2 separate regions of the Zea mays genome follow, and region 2 is linked to region 1. The links are chromatin contacts, called in public Hi-C maps. All regions are on one chromosome and are shown on one strand. The core of a region is the stretch at or near the end of the contact, and the rest is flanking DNA. Distances in the headings are between cores, read along the strand shown.

Evidence for each region. Hi-C and Micro-C count contacts between places; a contact is called where the count stands out from the background.
Region 2: a Hi-C map of leaf shows a contact between it and region 1, with 4 times the contacts expected there. The contact joins the promoter of LOC103631944 here to the promoter of LOC100383763 in region 1. A contact is called at or near these places in 6 of 25 Hi-C or Micro-C datasets (ear, endosperm, leaf and 1 more).

The regions. Positions count from the first base shown.
Region 1 is chr1:20,778,788-20,783,644 of Zm-B73-REFERENCE-NAM-5.0, reverse strand. It overlaps LOC100383763 (Tetratricopeptide repeat (TPR)-like superfamily protein), which reads right to left and starts at 1,925. Exons shown (of 14, transcript NM_001362135.1): 1 at 1,825-1,925; 2 at 1,401-1,730; 3 at 1,216-1,322; 4 at 535-764. The coding sequence starts at 1,686.
Region 2 is chr1:21,034,961-21,039,817 of Zm-B73-REFERENCE-NAM-5.0, reverse strand. It overlaps LOC103631944, which reads left to right and starts at 2,518. Exons shown (of 1, transcript XM_008653798.3): 1 at 2,518-3,369. The coding sequence starts at 2,583. The coding sequence ends at 3,164. It overlaps LOC103631953 (methionine--tRNA ligase, chloroplastic/mitochondrial), which reads right to left and starts at 1,804. Exons shown (of 12, transcript XM_008653808.3): 1 at 1,386-1,804; 2 at 749-892; 3 at 499-648. The coding sequence starts at 1,661.

The DNA of each region.
Region 1 (4,857 bases), core at 676-3,175:
TGGCAGATGCAAAGGTAGTAGCTATTTACATCTAGGGATGACAACATTATTCATTAAATGCATATTTCAATAATACTTATATGACCATATATGTAGAGTACTAGAGATTAAAGCATCTTTGATCAAATAAGCATGTTAATGTCACTCATATAAAAGCTTTTGTATGGAGTATGAACTGACATAGGCTCAAAAGAAGTGACTACATCAAGACTGAGTTCACAAAAGGCCAAAAAAATACATTATGTTTAGCCCCTAAAGGTAAGTATAGGATTAACCATTGGCCTGTTGCAACTCAGAGGCATACAACCACTCCAATAACATAGATACATTTTTACATATCCAATCTCAGATAGACTATGCTGCCACACAAAGTGCAGAAGTGGGCATTGAGCTATGATAAGAGCTTAATCAAGAATTTATGTATAATAATATAGATTTCAAATGCCCAGTCATTTCAAATAATCAGAAGACAGACCCTAGGTACAGAAGTTTCATTGGAACAAGCATATTGCGTATGGATTGCTAATTTGCTACCTTCGTATGATATCTGAATCATCATATGTTGAAATTGCAAACTGACAATAGTTATACCAAATGTCCACTGAATAAGTAACTGCGAGAACTGCTCGTTCATACACCTCTATAACTTTACTCACACCATCAAGTCTCGCTTCATGGTCAGCATATTTCTTCCAATACCCAAAGCAAAGAGGGAATTCCGCAAGAAACGAATCATACACTTTCCGTATCTTCAAAATATTGTTCTGGACAAGAATATACAGAAGTATGCATTAGCATTTAGGATAAATATTATCATCGTATCAAGAGTTCTGATTCTTATGACTGGTAATCAGATCGGATTCAAATTAAGTATACTTTATTAGAAACACAAAATAGTGAAGGACACTAAAGGATACAGAAGGGAAAATTAAAGCATTAGATGCATAAACACTTCAAGTTGACTGTAGGCAACAAGAGGAACCATAGTCCACTAGCAGGATAGAGACAGAAGAACAAGGAAGTAACTGATCATATAACAAAAATAAATGCACCATTACAATATGCCCCAAATCAAAGCCATGGGCAAACAATTGCAGATTGACAAATAGCTTATAATTACAAGCTGCTATCGAAATCAGCTCATTTACAGATAGCTAGCTGCACAAAGAACGTTACGAGAATGTTTATATCGGCAAGTAGCTAACCAAACATTACCTCAGCATTTTTCTCTGTTTCCTCAATAAGTGCGGTCCAGGCATTAAAATCTAAGGAATTCGCGGTAACAACACTCCATAACCTAGCCTCTTCTGCTGAAAGCACGGCTGCATAAGAAAGCGGGACGTTAAGAGCAAACAGAAGGTAGGGTACCAGATTAGGCGAGCCTGCAAGCCCAATATTACCTTCTTCGTACGATAGCTCAGGAACCGGCTCGCCCGTCTCGTTGGGGACGGCTTCGCCGTTCTCTGCAGCTCCTGTAGATGGGTAATTACCCATATCGCCGACAGTCCCATTCAACGCCGTGTGCTCGGCCTGGTACGCAGAGGCATCAGCTGCCTGAGCTCCACCGTCGGGGGCCACGGCGCTTCCGCCGGTCACAGCCAAGCTAGGGGGGTTGCCAGTCGCAAAACCAAAAGCCGCAGCACCAGAGTCCGCGCTGCCGACAACCACGCTCTGATCTTGCTCCATTGCGTGAAAATCGCAGGAGCCGTACCCCGGACCAACGTGAATCCCTAAGGCGAACAGACAAAAAGCGGTAGGTGAAATTAACGCGCAAGAGTGGAAGGGGGCGTGTAAAGGTGATAGGGAGAGCAAGGGGGCACGCACCGGAGAGCCGCCAATCAGAGGCAATAGCCGGGGAGTGGGGGCGGGGAAGATCGTGCCGGCGATGAGGTGGTTAGGGTTGCATCGGAAGCGCAGCGGCGTGGATGGAAAGGAGAGGATTGGGGTTGGAGGACTGGAGATGGGTAAAGAGAGCCCGAGGGCCTGCGGCTGGCAAGCCGACGTCGCACGCGAAGGGTTAGCTAGCCCATGGGCTGTGGGCGTTGGACCAAGTTACGCCGCCTAGGTCCAAGTACTAATTTGCTACCTCCGGACGTCAGGACCCTGAATAAGGCCCAATTTAGTTGGATTTCTATAAAAATAGCTTCACCGTTAAAGCCGAAGAATTGGTGGCTTTATAGTGCTCGTGCTGCGTACATTGCTAATTGCTACATTTATATATATACTAGGTGAGTGTCCGTGCGTTGCAACGGGAATATATAATACTATAATAATTTATGTATAAACGTGTGTTATATTGTTATGATAAAAATGTTTCGTAATCCATTTATGATCCTAGTCATATATAAATTTTATTATCTTAATCTAGCTATTTCACCACTACATAGTACAGTGTCCGTTGTTGTCTCTCTTTTCTGGAAAAGCTATTCTATTCTTAGTGCCTTAGCCAATCAAGATCCCGAAGTCTTGCTGCTCGTCCGGCAAGTCAGGGGCATGCTTAACGTGCAACCTTATATGGCTAACAGACACAAACCCATCACATCCTTCATTGTCATCATGAGTCCCGATGTTTGCTGGAAAGATTTCAAGGGTACTCGAGGTTAGACGAGATTCACCAAAACATATGGTACAATGGCAATGTACAGATATCTATACTACCTATTAAGGCTGCAAGGGGTAGGCTGCCCCCTTGCGTTCTGCCTTCAGCCAATCTAAGCCGTCCGTTCGTCGAGCATCACCCTCGCGCCCGCTGCACCGTTCGTTTGCTCGACCGCCCTCCCCTCCCCGCCTCCCTCGCAGCTGCAACCGACACCGCCTCAGTCCTCCTTGGCCACCCACGATGTCGTCCTCCTCGCATCGCCTCACCCCCCTCGCCCTCTGGCCTGGCCGGTGCTCCCTCCCTCTCCGGCTCTCCCTCCGCCCCCCAAGCCAAAATCACCGCGCCCCGCCCCACAGCACCGGTTGCGTGGGAGGAAGGAGAAAGGAAGGAGAGGGGAGGCGGCTGTCGGGCGAGATGAGCGACTCCCAAGCCCAAATCACCGTCCGTCGCCGCGCGAGGTAAGTTCCTGCCCATCGCACTGTGCGTGTTTGCAGAGGAGATCCTCCGCCGTCTCATGGCCCTATTCGGTTCAGACCTAGCTCCCCCCACCGCCCGTCCGTCCTTCCGCACTTGACTGCTCTCAAACCCTAACCCTCGCCGCCGGTCCTTGTCACCCCGTCGTCGTGCCCATTGGCAGGCCTCGGCGACCTCCGTCCGCCGCACGTGGTAAGGCCCCCACCCATCCCAATGTGTCCCCCCCGGTGAGAGGTGGTTCCGGTCGCCCAGCGCGTGATCCTTCTCGGGCTGGGTCCCACGTTCTCCTCAGAGGATGGCATGAGGAAAGTGGGCTCGTGCTCACGAACCATACTTGGCTCCGGGTTTGTGCAGTGTGCTCTTAGCGGCGTCGGTCAGACCATCCGCCTCTCTCCTTCCAGCATCAAGGTAACCTCTCCTTATTTAGTACGTTTGTATCAAGAAAACAGTGTTCCATGTTCCATCACAAATGCAAAGAGGGTTCTCACGGAAACAGGATGCCTCACACCGATGGAGCTGGCTCTTTGCTACATATTAAGCAAAGAGTGTATTTGTGTTGTTACTGCTTGAACAGGCGCGGCGGCACAACCTTCTCCTCGGCCGCGGCACACAGCTGGTCGCGCAGGCCGCGGTCCATGGACACGTCGCGCTCCTGGAACGGCAGCAGGCCGCGGTCCATGGACACGTCGCGCTCCTGGAACGACGCGCCCAGGCTCTCCAGCAACGCGCGCACGCCGTTGCAGTCCACGCCAGCACGGCTCCTGGAACGCAGCGTCGTCGTGTACAGCACCACGCCCTCCCCCCGACGGCGGGGAACCCCAGTAGCGGGTCGCCGGCCGACGGCGCGCCCCGTCGTCCACCAGCTCCCACGCGTCCAGCGGCTCCCGCGCGTCGAAGAAGGACGCGTCGTTGGACAGCACGTCGCCGTCGTGGCACTGGTGCGCCGGCTTGGTCGGGGAGCGCGCGCCGTCGCCCGCTGCCGGGAGTGACGACGGCTTCAGCGCGCGCAGGATGGGCGCCTTCAGGGTCTTGATGATCATGGCGCCAGGCAGAACAGGAACGGACTCTCTGTCGGCCTAGCGCTTTTCTTGTCCAGCTTTGCCTCTGGATGCGTGTGGGTTTTGGTTTGGCGATGGTTTTTGTGGGGAAAGTGGGGAGGAAGAACAGCAAGAGGTGGTGGTGGAGCCGTGGGAGGTGGAGGGAGGCTGCGCGGTCTTTTAACCGCTTGGCACCATGCCATCGCCGACGCCGTGCGGGGCTGCGCCGGCATCTTCTGCATGTTCAACACGCCCGACGTCCAGGCCCAATGCGATGTGAGTACAAGACGGCAGCTTGCTTGCTTTCTTTCTTTCTTTCGCCTCTCTCTCTCTGCATATTAGTATTAATCTGGGGGGTTTTCCCCCCGAAGAAACAGAAGCTCGTTTGTAGGAGTGGCTTGTAGGTAGCGCTTACTGCATAGAATTGGATTGGATTGTATTTTGCTCTCCTATACTAGCAGACGCAGCCAGAGCTTATACCAGCACTGTAGCATGAACAGGGACCGGGACAGCTGGACAGGGTCAGAGGAGAGGAGCCGATCCTTTGCTACCTTTTCTCCCTTTTCCATGAATCTCCATCTTCCTCCTCCCTGGTCTAGGCTGTTTGGTTCGTTCCAGAGGAGGGCTGGGATCCGGACCGCTTACTTCCCCTCCTCTGATGATGATGATCCATTAATGCCACAGCTCATGTGTGGTGTGGCTGTGACTTGTGATGAGTGAGCGTGCCCCTTCTTCCTCCTCCAGCCT
Region 2 (4,857 bases), core at 1,269-3,768, 260 kb before region 1:
GTAACATTTTCCTAATACATATTGTTAGTCAAAGTGTTATATTGGAGACAATGTCGATGTCCTAAATTCCTAATGGACTAATATGATGTATCAGAGGAAGTAGAAAACTAAAATAGAGCACATAATAGTATAGTACTCATCTCTGCTGCATAAAAATATCAAGTTTTGCAGTTCCACAATATTGATTGTTAATAAAAAAATTGAAGAGCCAAAAAATTAAACCACACCATTAATCCAAATTCATACTTAAGAGAGGTTAGGCATGGCAATCGACATAGGTACCAGTTCCCTCACCTAAAATGGACAGATAGCCAAGATATTTATCCATGTAAATCCAGAAAAAAAAATGTTGCTCAGAAAACCACTTAGTAGACAATTCTATTAACCATATGACAGCATTAAATCAAATATGTGTAAGGATTAATATGTTTAATGGTACTTCCATAATGGATTGGAAACAGCTCAGTACGATGTGAGGAAGTTGACATGAAAGCTTACCTTGTACTCTTCACAGCTCACACAATAAAGTCCTTCATAATCAGCTCTATATATGTCGCCATTGTTTAACACTCTGGAATAGAATTCGTTCACAACAGCCTCATGCTTACGATCCGTTGTGCGAATAAACTTGTCATATTCTATGTCTAACTGCAAGAAATGTGAAACAAATTTGGAGGGCAAAGCTGAGCTCATGGTTTACTCTGTAGTAAAAAGTATTGTAAACTGAAACTTGGTGTTGTAGACATACGTCAGCCCAGAGCGTCCTATATGAACTTGAAATTGCATCACAATGCTCCTTTGGGTTTCTACCACTGGCCTCTGCGGAAGCAGATATTTTCTCACCGTGTTCATCTGTTCCGGTAATAAATATAACATTCTTCTCTAGCAACCTCTGTAACCACATAAGAATAATCAACAGACTGTTTGATAATAAGAGTCAAACAACTGAAATCAAACATACTACTCCGAATAGTTCATATAGTCAAAACTTAGGCACCCAATCATTCAATTGAAAAAGAAAAGATACATGTAAAATTCACACACCAAGCAATTAGCAACTTCACCAAGGGCACGACTAGAAAGTGGCGTAGTATGAAGTTATGAACTAATTCAGGTTATGGAAAATATGCAACCCCTTTTCTCGTGCAATGCATGTGCAACTAAGTGGTGCATCACCACCTGATCATCCAACGGTACACCGCACCACACGTTTCTGACAGCAGTACAAGTGCACAACAGCCACTTGACAAAATGTTTGACCCCATGTTGGTAAGATTAGTGCTGCAGTGGATCTCGTGCAACCCGGGCATGTGCAATTTGCTTTTGTAGGTTCGACAACTAACTGTTCAAAAATACAGCCGCTGCAATCGTGGGTGGAGGCTTGCCTGGAAGCGGGCGATGGCGTCCGCTGCGATGGTGGTGTAGGCGCTTCCCATATGCGGCGGAGCGTTGACGTAGTAGAGAGGAGTGGTGAGCACGTAGGGCTCCGGCAAGGGGGGCGAGTCAGGGGACGAGGAGGCGGAGGCGATGCAGCGACCGCGAACGCCGCAGCGGAGCGCGGGGGTGAGGTTCCGGGGCAAAGGGGAAGCGAAGGCAAGGCAACGGGCGCCGGCGGCGAGGGAGGAGCACGGCGCGCCAAGGAAGGCCCGCCCGGCGGCCATGGCAGTCGAGACCGGAGGAGGGGATGAATGGGGTTTTGGGTCGCGCCCGTGTGAGGAGAGAATGGATTGGGGTGATCGTTGTGGAGGATGTAAGTGTGTTGGGCTGGACCGATGGATAAGCTTTGGGCTAAATCGTTCGAGCATGTGTGAACGTTTGCGTGATCGACGAGCCCACTAATAATCTCGTCCATCTCTTCTCTGCTATCTATCAAATCAATAGTATAGACAACGGCATGCTGGAAATATAGGCCGGGTTTTTTGGGCCAACACGAGCACGGTTCGAAAATAGGAGCCCAAAGCAAGGTTCAGCACGAAATAATATGTGTCGGGCTAGCACGGTCCGAAGACAGGCCTAGGTCGGGCCTCAAATTCCGGTCATCTGGCCCCCGGCACGGCCCGTATAGATGGGCAGGGCTTGGGCCGGCACGGCCCAATTAAGCCCAATCTGTTTAATTTCTTTAATTTAGTAAGATATCGACTTTATATTGTTGTTATATTGGGAGTTTATGTCGTTAAATGATGCTAGAATTGTTTAATATCTTTAATTTAGTAAGCTATTAATTTTATATGGTTGTAATATTTTGATTTTATGTGGTCAAATATACGGATCGGGCTTGGGCCGGCACGGGCCAACGAAGGCACGACGTGGTTTAGGGCCGGACTGGGCCACTGTTTTTACACTTCGGGCTAGCACGGCATGGCTCAAATTTTTTTGGGGCTTTCTTGGCCCGAATCCATTTGACACGAAGCACGATGGGCTTGGGCCGGGCTGGCCCGACCCGACCTAATTCCCAGCACTAACCATGACTTCACCCTCCTCAACCCCACCATTGTGGTCCTCGCTGCCAAACCCAAGCTCCCTCTCCACGCCGCCCTACTCCAAGCGTCGTCGTTGCTCAGCGTCCCGCCTCGAGGATATCGATGCCCCGCCCCCGCGCCGCAACTGCAAGCCGCCCTCGTTGTTGCACCCGCGCCGCCCACACCCGAACGACCTTGACCCGCACACGCAAGGCCGTCGGGGGACCAAGGCTCCGGCCAGCGTCGCCTGCGGATCGCGTGGATTCTTACGTGTTCGCCTCGGCGGGGCCTGCCAAGGGCTACGACGACGAGAAAGATCTGTGCTGGGGTCAGCCGCTCCGCCTCCGCGCTAGCCATCTTCGCCCCGTCAGCTCGGCCTTTATGCGGGATCTCTCTGTGTCCGCCTCCGCGTCAGGGCACACCACGCGCATCGCCTCAGCGGTGGGCCGCGCTATTTTCTCAACATCGTCGCGGCACCAGCAGAGGACAACTACTCTAACGTGGAGGTGCACGTGTGCCTGCTCGCCACTGCTGCTCGAACGAGCTCCATCTTCCTCCGTCAACCCTGTTGTTGTTTCGCCCCACCACGCCACGCAGGACGCTACTGAAGATGAGACCCAATTAGCGGCGTTGAAGCGGCTGTCGAGGACCCGTCCCCATCTTGAACGTGATGACGATTTGACATTCATAGCGTTTCAGCAATGATTTGACAAAATTGTTGAACCTGCAAAAAAGGAGACCGCAAAAGGAAAGAAAGAGGATCATTACTCGTCAAATAAAAGCAAGGACAAAAAGGTTTCCAATTATTTTTCTGATGGTACTCTATTTAAATAAATGCTACAATGCATCCTAGAATATCAATTGTTACAGTAATTTCCACACATAAAAGATATCAGGTTGGACAGCGTCATGATTTACGTGTTATTCTATTAAACAGTCCTTAAATAAGAGATTTGCACTGACAGGTAACTATTGACGTAGGAGAAGGTTTTAGAGTTTAGGGTTTAGAGATGACTACTAGTGGTAGGCTTAGAGCATCTCCAAGAGATTAGCTAAATAACTTGTCAAGCTAAATTTTAGCTACTTAATAGCATAATAGCTCTCCAACAGACTAGCCATTTAACTTGCTAAGCTATCGGGCTCTCTAAATTAACCCCCTCACTAGCCAAATTTGGCTAACAACTCTCCCTAGCCAAGCTAACTTGTATATTGGAGAGTCTATTGGAATGAGATGTTATATATAGAGTTTAATATTTATAGAGAGACAAATAAAGTGTCAAATAGAGAGTCAAAAATAAAGAGTCTCTTGGAGATGCTCTAATGCTCCTCCATATTAGTGGGCTCATCGTTGTGGAGGATGTAAGTGTGTTGGGCTGGACCGATGGATAAGCTTTGGGCTAAATCGTTCGAGCATGTGTGAACGTTTGTGTGATCGACGAGCCCACTAATAATCTCGTCCATCTCTTCTCTATCTCTTCTCTAGTATCTATTAAATCAATAGTATAGACAACGGTACTACCATGACTAGTGTTGGGAATATAGGCCGGATTTCTTGGGCCAGCACGAGCACGGTCCGAAAATAGAAGCCCAAAGCAAGGTCCAGCACGAAATAATATGGGTCGGGCTAGCACGGCCCGAAGACAGGCCTAGGTCGGGCCTCAAATTCCGGTCGTTTGGCCCCCGGCACGGCCTAATTAAGTCCAATCTGTTTAATTTCTTTAATTTAGTAAGATATCGACTTTATATTGTTGTTATATTGGGAGTTTATGTCGTTAAATGATGCTAGAATTGTTTAATATCTTTAATTTAGTAAGCTATTAACTTTATATGGTTGTAATATTTTGATTTTATGTGGTCAAATATACGGATCGGGCTTGGGCCAGCACGGGCCAACGAAGGCACGACGTGGTTTAGGGCCGGACTGGGCCACTGTTTTTACACTTCGGGCTGGCACAGCACGGCTCAAAATTTTTTTGGGCTTTCCTAGCCAGAATCCGTTTGACACGAAGCACGATGGGCTTGGCGGCTGGCCCGACCCGGCCTAATTCCCACCACTGACCATGACTTCACCCTCCTCAACCCCACCATTGTGGTCCCCACCGCCAAACCCAAGCTCCCTCCCCACGCCGCCCTACTCCAAGCGTCGTCGTTGCTCAGCGTCCCGCCTCGAGGATATCGATGCCCCGCCCCCGCGCTGCAACCGCAAGCCACCCTCGTTGTTGCACCTGTGCCGCCCGCACCCGAACGACCTTGACCCGCACACGCAAGGCCGTCGAGGGACCAAGGCTCCGGCCAGCGTCGCCTGTGGATCGCGTGGATTCTTACGTGTCCGCCTCGGCGGGGCCTGCCAAGGGCTACGACGACGAGAAAGATCTGTGTTGGTGCCAGCCGCTCCGCC